Regions from separate parts of the Rattus norvegicus genome. Here region 2 is linked to region 1. The links are chromatin contacts, called in public Hi-C maps. All regions are on one chromosome and are shown on one strand. Each heading gives the region's core, a stretch centred on a gene start, on an enhancer-like site or on the middle of the called end of the contact. The rest is flanking DNA. Distances are from core to core; before and after follow the strand shown. Region 1 overlaps Fto (FTO, alpha-ketoglutarate dependent dioxygenase). Region 2 overlaps Fto (FTO, alpha-ketoglutarate dependent dioxygenase).

The links. A called contact is a pair of places that touch in the nucleus more often than the background predicts.
Region 2: a contact with region 1 is called in a Hi-C map of psoas muscle, with 2.2 times the contacts expected there. The contact joins two enhancer-like sites.

The regions. Positions count from the first base shown.
Region 1 is chr19:31,555,624-31,562,813 of GRCr8, reverse strand. The region is part of intron 8 of Fto (FTO, alpha-ketoglutarate dependent dioxygenase); the gene reads left to right. Among named protein-coding and RNA genes, the nearest start is that of Irx3, 170 kb to the right of the region's middle. Within about 2 kb of position 2,528, at least 2 of the 93 cell types and tissues checked have an H3K27ac peak or open chromatin away from gene starts, as enhancers often do.
Region 2 is chr19:31,625,366-31,632,555 of GRCr8, reverse strand. The region is part of intron 8 of Fto (FTO, alpha-ketoglutarate dependent dioxygenase); the gene reads left to right. Among named protein-coding and RNA genes, the nearest start is that of Fto, 240 kb to the left of the region's middle. Within about 2 kb of position 4,330, at least 13 of the 93 cell types and tissues checked have an H3K27ac peak or open chromatin away from gene starts, as enhancers often do.

The sequences.
Region 1 (7,190 bases), core at 1,279-3,778:
TAACTGTTGCTAATTTCTCCATTTTAGCTTCAGTCTCAACTTGTCAACGAGAACGCCTTGAGGGAGGTGTTCCTTGTGGTACCTGGCTCTGGGGCCAGTTTACTATTCCTCACCAGGTGAGACCTTTCTGAGAACAGGAAAGTTATTTCAGAGAATAGATAGTTTAAAATGACGTGTTTTGCCCTTTCTTAGGAATCACAGCATTGCACCTATTGTTATATGAGCATGAAGTGTCCCCCACTCCCATAGACGCCTGCATTGAATACTTAGTATCTAGCCTGTGGAGTTGGGTTTGGAAGGTTCTGGAAACTTCATTAGCTGGGGTCTAGGCAGAGGAAGTAAGTCGCCGGGGACTGGCCTGTGGGGGTTGTGATTGATGTCGAGTACCTCCCTCGCACATGAGGAACACAGCCACCACCTCCACTCACCACCCCCACAGTGATGTTGGACACAAGCTCAGGGAGCCAAACAGCCTCGGACCAAACCTCGGAAACCCTGAGCCAGTACCCTCCCCTCTATGCTTCTCTTGGAGTTTTGGGCACAGCTACTCAAAGTAATTTCTGTACTTCCCATGTATGCTTGAGATTCCTGCTCTGTTCCAAGTCCTTGCCCCACCCCCACCCCCACCCCGTGTTCTGAGTGACTTTCGGGAGCTATGCGGGAGGGGGTGGGGCAGATTGGAGGGTGAGTTAGCTGGCCGCTTGTGCACCATACTTCTTCCTCTCAGCACAGTGGTGGGCAAGGTAACTCCACTTCTGAGGGGTCAGGGGCAAGGGACTGGAGGATCACCTGCAGTGAGTGTTTGCCTTGGAACTCACCATTGAATGTATCCCAGAAAGTATCTGTCAGCATCAGTCCTATGGATTCTTAATACTAGTCCCCAAAGTAGGTGCCCAGGTACTAATGTCCCCATTTGCATGTGGGAATCCTGAAATGCAGGGAGGCTTACTGTCTCTTGGGGGGCAGGGTAGCTGTGAGTGACACAGATCAGACTACATCCGATCCTGTGACTCTTTGACCAACACCCTTTCCATTACACCAGGATTAACTCCACAGTCATGAAAATCTCAAGAACAAAGCGAATCTTAAGTCTCTATATAGCTTCACTCTTAATATAACTTCAAATTCCCATGTCAATCACGCTGCAGTCCCCTGGGGGAGATGCATGAGGCATAAGCTTCCCTTTGCAGGCAGCTCAAACCAGGCCAAGGAGTGCCTTCCCGTGCCTAATGCACGCTTACCAGCTAGTTCAGTGTAGAATCTGGACCTGGGTTCAGGCATTGGCTACCTTTTGCTGACTCATGCCCTGTCTGTCTGCAGAATGCACACTGGCAGGAAGACTCGGAGGGTGTGTGGAGGAAGATCATCAGGGGTAGTTAAGAGGCAGCACAAAGTACCCCCATCCACTGGACCAGGGAGCAAGCCCGTGACCGTGCCTCCTGGCAAATACTGAAGGCAGGCGATAGCAGGGCACTGTAGAAAGGTCCACCTCTCCATGCAGAGGAGCTTGGATCACAGGGGAAGTGGCTGCACCCGCAAAGGTCAGGCTTTAATTACATGCGCAGTTAAATGGAAATACTGTAGAGAGGTCACGCTCATATTTCTCTGGCCTTCATTAACGTTATTGCTCTGTCACTTTCTCTCTCCTTGGATTTTTAAATGAAAGCCCCTTTACTACACTTTAAAGGAGTATTTGTTTGTAATCGTTCTTGACTCTGAAAGGGGAGGTTAGATCTTTGGCGTCGAGGTTGTTTTTTTTTTTGGGGGGGGGGAAGCTGGTAGATAAAAATAAACTTTGCCGATGCGGCCCTCGCTAATTTTATTTCAAACCATGGGCTTTTTATAGCCTCACCTACTAATGCTTTTGATTAAAACACAAGCACAAACCAGCCAACATGAACAGGTTGAATGCCACATCTGTGCAGAAGATAGCAGCTCACTTATTTATGGCTCAAAGAAATGGAGCCTAAATTAAGCGAGCTATTGCTGGAGAGTGGATAAGCGGCCATTATGAATTATCCTTAATTATAGCGATTTCCTAAACTAATAAACCTGCTAAATCTTTATTGCAAAGGTTAGTTTACGCGGTGCATATAAAACCCGCATGTGCTCCACATCAGCCACCAGCTGTCTGACAGTGCGCCGCTATTTCAGTGAGCGTTCACATAAATTTTATGTTGGTTATATTAACAGTCAGTCCATATCACTACCCACAGATGCCAGAGGACATAAAACTGCTCTCCAGTGAGCCTAAATATCCCTAGAAGCTAGTTGTGTCTAATGTCCCATGTAGTATTTGTACGTGAAAGCACCAGATTGGAGGGTTATTTACAGATGAATATTTCAATCCAGTTAGTTCACTGAGCTCACTTAGCCTTCCTTGCCGGCTTATTTGTATGCTAAATAATTCACCGAAGGTTCCTGTTTACTCTCTGTAGTAGCTTCTATGAAATGTAAACACAGGGCCAACTTTCGGCCTTCAAAAGGCTAAGCAGCTGTGTGTTTAATGCAGGTCAGAGCGGCGGGCGCATGCCACCTCGCCCACTGGCAGCGGCTGACACATGCTTTCGCTTTATTTTGGGCAGGCGGGCTAGCTTGTGTTCGCTCTCTCCTCTCTCTCTCTCTCTCTCTCTCTCTCTCTCTCTCTCTCTCTCTCTCTCTCTCTCATTTCTTTAATTTCCCCCTTCTTATAGGCAGGACTAGAGCTTTCCTAGGCATTTTTGACTGCTTCTTTCTCAGTACCTGCCTGTGTGTCAGGATCAGCCCCATCAGGGAAGAAACACAGTCTTGGCTTTGAGACTGCGCCCCTCAGTCATCTCCACTAAGGAGGGAAAGTCAGTCCTCTGCTCGCCAAATGCCCTTGTCCCCAGCCCCAGCCCCATGATTTCTTTTTTCCTGTTAAATTTCTAAATCCCGAGGTTGGTGAGGATACCTTTCTTTGTCCCTGGAGAGCCTTGACTTAGTCCAACCTCTGCCACCCAGAAGGACGGAGAGGCAAAGTCCAACTTAAAAAGATGCAGCCTCGGTGGCATCAGCACAGATGTGGAGCCCTGGCTGGCAAGGATCGCTGGTTCCGAGGCCGGTGTCAGCTACCTGCCCCTATTGTTTAGCGGTTCCTTCGGCTCAGCGTGCACGTGAAAAATTCCCTGGTGCGGGTACTCAATAGTCCTCGCCACTTACCGCCAAAGAGACTGGAAAACAGCCTCCCTCGTTTGCAGCCAGGCCCTGCCAAGATCATGAGAGGGTTCAATAGCAGTGCTAACTTTTTATTTAATAATATTGATTTTATCATTTTTACTACTTACAATTGGGATTGGTCGGCTGATAGTTATTTGACCTCCCTTTGTGCATGGCTGTGGAGTGCTTCGTTAAAGCTATTGACATATCTCTCTTACCCGCTGTCCTTCCAGCAGCCCATCTCCGCAAATAATATTGAGATGCAGTAACTGTTCCCTGATATTGATTTCAGATCGTGTTCATCACACCCTTCCCGGGGCCAGGCAGAGAGCAGCAGCAGGCCCTGGTCTTGTAAACTCTTGACTGCTGCAGGCTTAAGCACCTTTCCATCTTCCAAGTAATAACATCAACCTCATGCATTCCCCGAAAAATTACCCGGGAAAATGAAAGCGTTTTTTTTGGACCATGGTTATTTTTATGCATACATTAATTAAACTTATTCTCTCTCTCTCTCTCTCTCTCTCTCTCTCTCTCTCTCTCTCTCTCTCTCTCTCAGGAATGTTAGATCTGTGTGTCCCTGAGCTAGGAGGAGGAACTCTGATTACATTTTAATCTTCTAGGATTTGGGGGTTTGGCACAGTTAGCCAGACTCAAGGCCTCTTTGACCTTCTCAACCCGATGAGGTCTTTCCCACCCCCTGGGCCTAAGAAAATTCCATGTTTTGCCTCTTAGGTGTCATGTGAGATCAGTAGGTGTTTTAAAAGAACCAGGGGTTTACCACTTAGAGAAGCCTTGGTATCTCTGTGATGCTCTAGCCTGGATGTGTGGTCCTGGGAAGGTCCTGGGTGTGGCATAGCGTTGAGGAAGCCTGCTATCGAGACCACGATCGGACATAGAGCAAGCAGTGCTAAAAGTTGGAATTTCCCTAGGAGGAGACAGCCTATAGCCCGCACTGACCGTGTTAAGTGACCGAGTTGCCTCTCTTTCCTGGGCCACCTCTTTAGCAAGTAGAAAACAAATCCCCGTTCACCAGCAGCTCACCAGCAGTATTTTGGGGAAGATTAGTAAGGCTGGACTGGCAGAAGATCCCTGTCCGCCGGAATGAATGCATTAGCCAGGGTGGAAACTGACTCGGTGGCCGTGCTAATCTCCACCCCAAGGGACACGGAGCGGACATGACTCTATCAGCATGCACCTGCCAGTTTTCATTTTGGGAATCTGGTGGGGATTGAGCCAGCCTTTGCCATCACCACCACAGAGAATGGCGTGCTTAGGACAAGGGCTTCAGAGTTAGACACGCTTGGGCTTGGGTTTTTGGCCTTTTCTATGGCCATCCGTGTTTTTCTCTGGGCCTCGGAATCCTCACCTGAAATACGGGTTTTGGAGAGGATTAAATGAGATGATGTGTGTACATTTTTTTTAACCCAGTGCCTGGCACCTAGGAGAATGCAATCAGTAAGTGACAGCTGTCATTCTGGCATCTGCAGAGCAATCTCCTTATCAAACCAGAGCATAATGGGAATTATCATAAACATGCCCCACATAATGGGCAGGTTTCGGGTTCTGGGTCACCTTGTTTTATTTTTCTGTTTGTTCCTCCAAGCAGGGCTCCTTCGAGTCTTCTGCCGCCTCACACATGTGGCCCTTCCCTGGTCAACATCACTTTATATAGCTTTTTTGATGCAATTTAAAATTCGATTTATTTTCAAAATGGAAAGTGATTTTTTTCCTCAAGGCTTTTAAAATAAGAACTGTTTGTTTGTTTGTTTGTTTGTTTGTTTGTTTGTTTGTTTGTTTGTAAAAACACCTTGGAGGTCTTCATTGGTGTTTCTGTAAACATGATCACTCTATTCAGAGTCCTCTGGCATGGAATGTTCCTGCCCACACACATACTCAAACCTCCTATCTAAAGCATCACCCTAGGAAAGCCCTGGAGACCTGACAGAAATCCTCACAACACCTCATGTTTGTCATGGTGTCGAGCCTGACATTCTCAAGCAATTTTTTGTCTGTAGGGTCGGATGCCCTTTCTAGCATCGAGGCTGGCACGGATTCTCCCCACAGGCAGCCATCTTCAGGGCTGAACACGGTGGGAAAAGCAGCGAAATTAGAGACTTCATACAGTTGCCAGAACCTGCTTAATGAGAGACAGTGAACATTTTTCAGGCTACTGAACTTCTGAAACATGACGATCCCAGCAAATGAAATCATGGTACCTTTCATTGTAGCTTAATTGGACTCAAAGTCAGTGAGAAAGGCTGCTGAAAGCCGCAGTGAGGGAGACAGACAGGAGTCAGAGGCACATTCAGCCCACACAACACATCGTACAGCCCATGGTCCCCACCTGCTCTCAAGAGTTTTGGTCGAGAGAGAGAGAGAGAGAGAGAGAGAGAGAGAGAGAGAGAGAGAGAGAGAGAGAGAAGCAGCAGCAAACAAAAGCAGAGATTCCACGGCAGGCCAGGCCAGATGCTGGCGTTGTGACTGGCGTGCTGTCACCCACCCGAGTTATGCATTTGAAGCAGCTCAACCTCATGGCAGCCAGTTCAGACCAATTTATTTTAAAGAGGCAAAAAGAAGTGAGACAAACTTGGGCCCTCTCTTCTGCCTGTTAGGGTGTCAATATATCTATGTCAAGGAGTGCTGTTAACAGAGGGCTCGGGGATGAGCTGCGCACGGACACTAACAAGGGTAAAGCTGAGCATGGCCTCCTGTTGAGTGCAGCTAAATGGCAACCCCAGTCGAGAAGCCCAAAAGAAGCAGAAAATCACCATAGCTGTCAGGACCAAGGCAGGAAATTGATGGAAGCATCAAGGAAGAGGTGGGTTTGGAGGGCACAGTAGGAGAAGCTGACCATCGGGGGCAGGCATGCTCCTCTGAAGTCAGATCTCTTCCTTGCAGGAGGAGGAAGAGAGCACCATGGCTTCCTGGGCGATGCCTGTGTCTTAGAGTTCTCCAGGTTGAAGCCAGCCCCTTCCTCTCAGTCTCACCCCATCGAGCCATTCTGCCTGGCCGCTTGACACACTTTTGCTGTCATTATGGCTGTAGGTTTAGCCAAGTACAGCTAGGAGAGTGGACAGATCCGGGGATTGCATGTAGCAGACCATCCCGGACATTGATTTTTGAAGGTTCATTAGATAAATGCTGACATCATAGATTGATGTCTCTTTAAACCAGTACCTTGCGCAGGACCATCGGGGGAATCAAAAATATTGATGTAACATGTTTGAGCAGAAGGCCCACTGGAGAGTTCCCAGCCTAAGTGGGATCCATCAATTTAGGCTTTCTTTAATTATTCTAATTCTGCGCATCTCATTGGAAGGAGACTTGGCGTGCAGAAGTGCAGAAGCGATTTGTATAGGGGACACTGCGCCAGCCTTAGGAGCAAAGGAAAGCCAAGTAGGGTAGCCACGCCTATTTTTCATTGTTTGTAACTGCTCTTTAGTAATTAAAATTTTGATCATAGACTAATTTTCCCATACAGTGTGGCTACTGCAATTGACAAGGGACTGATTAATGGGCCAACCCTGGGGCCACGAGGCTGCTGGGTTGCTCTCTTGTGGAAGGCATGCCGGCAAAATAAAGTTGATGGTTTTGTTTCTGTTTAACCCTTCACCTTGGCACTGTCAATAGATTGAAGACATCATTTGTATCTGCAAGTGTTTCTTTAATTAAGACCTTCTAAAAATCTTTCCTATTGATTCATTCCATTATCCTATTGATTAGCTGCAGTGGATCATGGACTTGGTCTTCAGTGGAAGGCAACAGTCTCTGCTGGCTGCTGTGACGCTGGCGCAAAGGCCAGGCTTCCCAAGCAGGTTCCCAAGACTGGCGGGGGTGGCTCTCACTCTAAGGAGGCATCTGTGGTGGCTCCACAAGCTCCACCAAGAAAGCCTGTTGGAGAGGCAACCATGCTGAAACCTCCCTCCACTCAGGTGGCCGCCTGGGACCAACAGCAGCCTGTAGCGAGGGAAGAGGAAGATGTGTGGTCCGCACAGCAGCTTGAAACTCTTGCG
Region 2 (7,190 bases), core at 3,081-5,580, 68 kb before region 1:
GGTGTGGGCCCAGGGCTGCAGGCCCTCAAATATTTTAGTAGTGGATACGAGTTGACATTGTTTGACAGGTAATCTCACATTTTAAAATGGCGCCGGTCAGGTGAGGCTCATGTGACATGGGATATCCATCCTACGACGCTGAGATTCGCAGATGCTGATAGATGCAAGACAGTGGCCCTTGCTAAACAAGGATGTGCTAAGTCACCCGATGTAGAGGCACTTGAGGGGAGAAATTTTTCAGAAGGAAACTCAGTAGCAAACAATACATTGGGCTCTCCCATACTGAGTCTTCAAGTACTGTGTTGTTTTTTTAGAGATAGGGGCTCTCTGTTGTATCACTCTGTCCTGGAACTTGCTATATAGAACAGGATGGCTTCAAATTTACAGAGGTCCACTTGCTTCTGCCTACCGAGTGCTAGGATTAGAAGTGTCTATCATCATGGCCTGCATGATTACTGTGAAATTTTCAAAGTGCTGTAGATGCCTGTGGCTTCCCACTCACCTTTAGAGAAGCATGTCCTTTATGGGTGTTTAACACAGAATGCTCCAGCCAGCAGATGAATCACAATATGCAAAATCATTCCCTGATTGCTGGCACTTGAAGCCCTCTTTGATTTGACACCACTGTAAAGTAAGGTTGCAGTTAGGTCTTTGCTCATGGCCTGTTTTTCTGTTGTTCGTTTGCTTGGTTGGTTGTTGTTTTGTTTGTTTGTTTCTTAATTGGGATCTATCCTTGGGATTGAAAGGGAGAGTGATGTAAGTGGGAAGGTATGAGGTTTTTATCACTTTCTACTGTATCATCGGGTTGTTTTCAAATGTGTGATAAGAGTCTACCCTGCATTCAGCTAAATGTGAGTGCAGAGCTTTGAAGGCAGCCTGGCGAGCATTTCCGTACTACAGATCTCTCCATTCGTAGGCAGAAGTTGGCTATCGCTGATAGTCTAGAGGCCATTTTCATAGATCTCTTGATTATTGGTATTTGTTCTTAAATATCTGTATAAGTTTTCTGGGGTGTGTGTGTGTGTGTGTGTGTGTGTGTTTTCTCTAAGTGATTTGGGAAGTCCTCCTGACAGGGCCTCTTCCAGAGTCCTCACTCTCAGGGCTGCTACAGCTGCTAATTCTAACTACAGTCACTTGGAATTGGACCGGACACCAAGCAGGACCCCTTCTTGAAGAGGGGCTCTTGCAAATCTGCTAACCCACAGGCCAGGGCTGAATCTGACAGTCTGTTTTGGGGGGAACCAGCTGATGCAGTTACAAGCTGTCTGTCAGCCTGTGAGTCTCACAGATTTGAACAAAGGTTCCTGGTGCTTTGTCCTTGGGTAACAGCTATTTCCCATGTCCCAGTCTCTGTCTCTTGCCTCTGCCCTTCCCTGCATCACTTCTCCATGTGGCCCATGCTGTAACTACAGATGATGTATAATTGGAGTTCCCTCTAGTGTGGCCTGATGAAAGGGGCATTGAGCCAGCAGTGTGGCAGCAAGGAGTTCCGTCATTGGCTTTGCCCTTTGTTTAGTAGCATAGTAGCAACAACAAAAACCTAGCCAGTGCTGAAATGCATGCTTTGTATTATCTCACTTTGGCTTGCTCCTTGAAAGACAGGCTCTCACTGTGTAGCCCGGGTGGCTTTGAACTCAGCATCCCTCTCGCTGGCCTTGAACCCACGGTCCTGTTGCTTCAGCCTCCTGAGTAACAGGAATACAGGTGCATGCTACCAAGCCTGCTTTCCTCCTGGAGTCTCAAACCTTTGTGGTCATCTGTGAATAAACAAATACTGCTTCTTATTTAGAAGAGGAAACTAAAGCCAAGAAAGATAGAGCGCCTGTTTATCCCATCTCCCTCCAACTCTCGGAACTGGAGTGGGTTCTCATCTCTGCAGTGCTCAGTCTTCCTGTGCGCCAAGTGGAATTGTTTCTCTTCACCATCCCGTGGTAGCTCAGAACTCAAGTGTGTTGATCAGGTTGGACTGATAGCACATCCAGTAAACTGCACTTCTCATCTAGCTCCCTTCTCTACCTTCAGCTTCTGCAGTCACAGAACATAGAAGCTGAGTCTCGGGCATTCACTGGCCCCTTTCAGCATTAACTTGTCCTCATTGGCTACAAACTCTAACCTCAATGGCAGAGCCTCCTGGAGTTCCCAGAGGCTACACATACTACACGCGTAGTCAGTCCTGTGGCCCAGCTGTCATCCTTAGCCAGCTTTCTGGGGGAGCGCGAACTGTTAGCTAAGAGGAGGTTTCCTCATGAGAGTGCACAGGGAGCAGAAGGGACCCTCTACCCCGCTGAGGAGAGACTTTAAAGCCAGGTAGAGCTGCTGCTTTGACTCAGAGTGTATCATGGTCCGGTAACATTTAGAAGAGGGAGTGAACTTTGCTTCTGTCTCCTCATATCCCAGCTCTCCAGTGGGAACTTAACTAAGGAGGGTGGTTAATGGACGCTTCGAGTTAGCGCCTCACAAACCTGCACTGCTCTGTGCGTCAGTTCAAGCTTAGGTTCACACAGAACAGTTTTAGAAAACTGAGCTTTGCCTCCCGTGTGGCACCTGCCCTGCTAAACAGGGACCACTGGGTATAGACAAAAACCAGGTGGCCTGGCACAGAGGACGGAGGCTATTTTTGCTGCTGGGCTCTTGCCATTTCAGAGTTCAGCAGTGGCAGGACTGCTCGGCAGGCCGCTGACCCCAGATGCTCTCCCCTCAGTGGCAGTAGAGCATTGGCACCTCAGCTGCTGGGAATGATCATGATCAAATCTAGGCCACACTCACACTCCCAGACGTGTCTACATAGGTATACTCCCACTTAAGAGCTAATTGCTACTTCCAGACAGATTCGTGTGGAGTGAAGTAACAGTCTTAATTGGTCACTGCCCTAAATGCCTCTTTAAAGCCTCCAGCAGTGACATGGTGGCATCTCTGTTGGCAGCAGGTGCACAGTCAACGCGTCCCTCTTTGGTTAGGTGATATATTGGTTTTGAGCATCCACAGAATAAAGCCTGGTGGGTAAATGGTGGGAACGTGGATGCTGCTTCCCACACCATCTCTCCTGAGGGTCAGTTTTACTGTCGATGTGCTGATGGCACATAGAGACAATGAAGGAGAAGGAGCAGACCAGAAGAATAGTGCCTGGAGAGAGCTTGGAGTTCAGAGTGAACAAGATGCATCTCCTGGTTGAGTGACGTTTCACACGAACGTTTTAAACGTAGATAATTTACCTTACCTGGAGTAAATGCAAAGCGACTAGACTGGACCAGCCATCAAGTTGCAAAGCATTATGAACTTACGAGAAGGGTGAAGATGAGCTCTTGGCACTGGCTCTCTCTAGAATGTCAGCGAGTGTTTCTCCATCATCAAGAAATGCCAGAAATGTAAATATGTGTGTGATTTGCATCATCAGACACATGTAGGATGCGTAGGCGTGTGGGTGTTATTTGGTGAAATAGAGACCTGGTTTGTCAACTCTGAAGCTGGACTTTCTCCATCTAACACAGGATGGCTTCAGCACCAGCACTCTGAGAACTTAGCCAACATGGTGAAGCCTCCTACCTCCTACACCTCGGCTCTTGTCACCCGTGGGATGCTGAAGAAGCATGAGTAATCCTATATGGGTGTGTGCTGAGGAGAATGTGAGGTAGCTTATAGAAAACCACTCTAAACATGAACAAAGCATCAATGTAGGCCACTATCACCTCGACAGCTATTAAAGGGGATTCTTTGAATTTCTAACTTGGTATTGTACAAAATCAGGGTGCTCTGCTCTTTAAAGATAGCTAAGAAAGCCATCAGGAATTCTCCGTGATGAGGCCAGCAAGACAGCTCAGTGGATAAAGACATTTTCTGCCAAGCCTGGCAACCTGAAGTCACTTTCCAAGACTCACATGGAGGAAAGGGGTTGGACTCCTAAAAGTTGTCCTCTAGACTACACACACACACACACACACACACACACACACACACACACACACACACCTGGGTGGAGAGAACGTTTGTAAATATGAATTTTTTTGGAAGAATTCCCATGGATAAACTCCTGTCCTGCACAGCTTACACTGCCTTCCTGTGATCTTTTGCAAATGGATCTGTTGTATGAGGAAAGAGAAGCCTTTGATTCCTATGGCTACCCATGCACACCCGAGCTGGCTGCTGGAGGACGGTGCTAGCATATAAGGAGATGAAGCTAATGCTGTATTAAAACTTCCTTGTCATTTGGACTCACCGCCTAGCAGTCAGAATGCCCCAGCCTTGTCACTGACATTTTGTGAACAAGCAGGCTGTATTGGGCGGCGATGAGTGGATCATCTTGAATGTCACTGTGCACTGTCTTAGCGCGCCAAGGTGAGGTTTGATATTAAGTTGTTGGTTAGGATGTCCCACCCCAATCCTTCATGATGAGATGATCTCCTCAAGTTACACCCAGAAATGTCAAAGTCACTCATATCTTCCATCACCCGTAGCAGTGTTGCCATGGCGAGTACGCAGAGAAGATTGCGTAGTAATGTCAGACTATTTATAGAAACGCGTCCCAGGCGTCTGCCCTCCTGGAGTTGTGTATTGAATGCAGAGATCTGTCTCTCCGTGTGTGTCTCTGTTTCTAAATTGACTTCAGCTGCATGCCTTGCACTTGCGCTTCTCAGAGGAACATTTAACACTGGGTAAAACCAGCCTTCACAGGCAACGTAAGGCCAGCGTGGCCATTTCAGAAGATGACGGTTGCCCCTCCCCCCTTTTTTCCTCTCTCCATTCTTTTTTGAGATGGAGTCTTACTATGTAGCCCTAGGCAGCCTGGAACCTATGGCCTCCTCACTCAGCCTCCCAACTGCTGCGACTATAAGCATGTGCCTCTACACCGTGCAAGGTTTGCTTGACCTAACTTTTTTTTTAAAGATTTATTTACTTTATGTATGCGAGTACACTGTAGCTGTCTTCAGACACACCAGAGGAGGGCATCGGATCCCATTACAGATGGTTGTGAGCCACCATGTGGTTGCTGGGAATTGAACTCAGGACCTCTGGAAGAGGAGCAGTCAGTGCTCTTAACCCCTGAGCCATCCCTTGACTTGACTTCTAACATTATGTCTGAAATATCATAAGACTTGCAAGTTACTGAAAATAATACACAAAGCCCAGGGAAGTTCTATTTATTTTATGCTAATTTGTATATTATTTTATCCTTAATATTTCTAAAACATGAAATTTTAAATTTAGTGAATACATTGCTGTCACACAGGTATTAATTAGGGTTCTCTAGAGGAACGAAACTCATACAATGTGTGCGTGGAGGGGAGGGGAGAGGGAGGGAGGGAGAGACTGAGACTGTGGCGAAAGCTGCATATGGAGGTCAGAGGACAACCTGTAGGTTTCAGTTCTCCCCGACCACCGTGCTTCCCAGCTTGGCAGCAGGACCTTTACCTCCAGCCATCTCCAGACGCAGTTACAGCTTTGAGTCTCTGACTCTGTCTGCTTGTCAACTACTCCTTTGTCAATGCTCAGCATTTTCTTTTGTTTCTAAAGTTAAAAATACTCATTATAAAAAACAAATGAAACTTATAGAAAAGCACAAAAAAGGTGCTCTTAATCCTACCACCCAGACGGTCAGCATCAGTACAGGGTGAGGAATTTTTCTATATTTTAGGTTTTTACATCACTTTTCACAGAACATTTTTTCCCATTTACTGTATATTTTTCAAAGATGATTTCCCCTAAAGCATACACAGAAACTTTTGTGCTTCCTACGAGCCTAATTCTAATACATTGATCCTGGGCCTCACTCCACCCCATTGTTAGAAAGCCTTCTGGCAAGGACCTCAGGATTAATGTCAACCTTATTCATGGATGAAGGTTGCGATTCACACCTGTGTATTGGAAACTGCCCTTTTAAAGGGCACAGTGGATCTCCCATGAGTCTCTTCTGTTTGCTCAAACCTGCAGCTAGGAAGGAAGGCATTGGTAGGACAGGATCCGCTGTGTGGCTCAAGCCGACTCAGTATCCTAGAGAACTTTCGAGTATGATGCAGTGGTACTTGTGGAATTTAGATATTTTTCTTCCTTCCGATGTGAATCCCGGGTTTTTTTTCCTGTCTTTGCAGTACAGCGAGCACAGGAGTGAGTGCCACTTTGATGGGCCTTCTCAGTACTGTCCCATAGTAGCAGCTCTCAGAGCTCCCTGCAAGGCCCTGTCCACCCACACCGAAGCAAATGTATTTCTTCACGCGACAGGAAGCTTAGAAACACTGCTCTCTTGGAAGCTAAACCCAAGAAACTTAGTTTCCTAACTGGGCTGTGCATTGTGGAAACTTCCTCACCTCTCACCCCAATCTCTGCTATGTTTTGCAAATGAGGCGCTGCTGCAGAGAAAGGCAGGCGGCTTCACCGGCAAAGCTCTAAGTGGGTAAAGCTTACAGTGTTAAGATCATAGCCCCAAATTACTTAAGGGCCTCGGCTGACACGGAGAGATTGGATATTCAGATAGATTTTTTTATGAAGGAAATAAATATTTCAGCATGCAAACACTACCCAAGCGGGTAGTGATGCTTCAAAACAGGGTCAGAGGTCGGGGGTTTTTTTTTTTCTGTTTGTTTTTGGAGATGGCGCCAAGTTGAAAGACACCGCACATTGCTACCTGCCCTGGGCCTCACGCGGCAGAGTAATTACTGCAGCGAGTGCAAAATATGCACATTCATTTTGATTTCCAAAGGTCCAGGGATCTCCTCTGCATGTCTTGTGGTCCTCATTATAAAAATGAACAACGTGTAGGATGATGCTTTCCCTCCACCCTGAGTGCAGAAGAGTCACGCTCCTGTCTCACAGCTCAAGTTCTTATATTTATTTTAACAAACTTAATTTTGGAGTAATAAAACAAGAATAAGACTAGGGTCTGGTTTGGTTTTTGCTGTTGTGTTTGTTTTTGTTTTCTTCTTCTTTTTTTTCATCTTTACTTTTTTGAGACTAGGACAGTTCGCCATCACAGTTTGCTTTTAAAGCAGCAAGAGATCTCCATGAGACTGATAACCACAGGGGAAACGATGCCTTGATGGTCAGCCTGTGAGTGCAGAGTACACCAGGGCCCAGGCATCTCCGGGAAGGAAGGAGTCGGGCCTGTAGTCTTGGAATTCCTGCTTCGCCAATGTTTTCTCTCAAGTAGGGAAAGTAATTAATTAGTAAACACATACACCGCTCCTACCCGGAACCAGCAG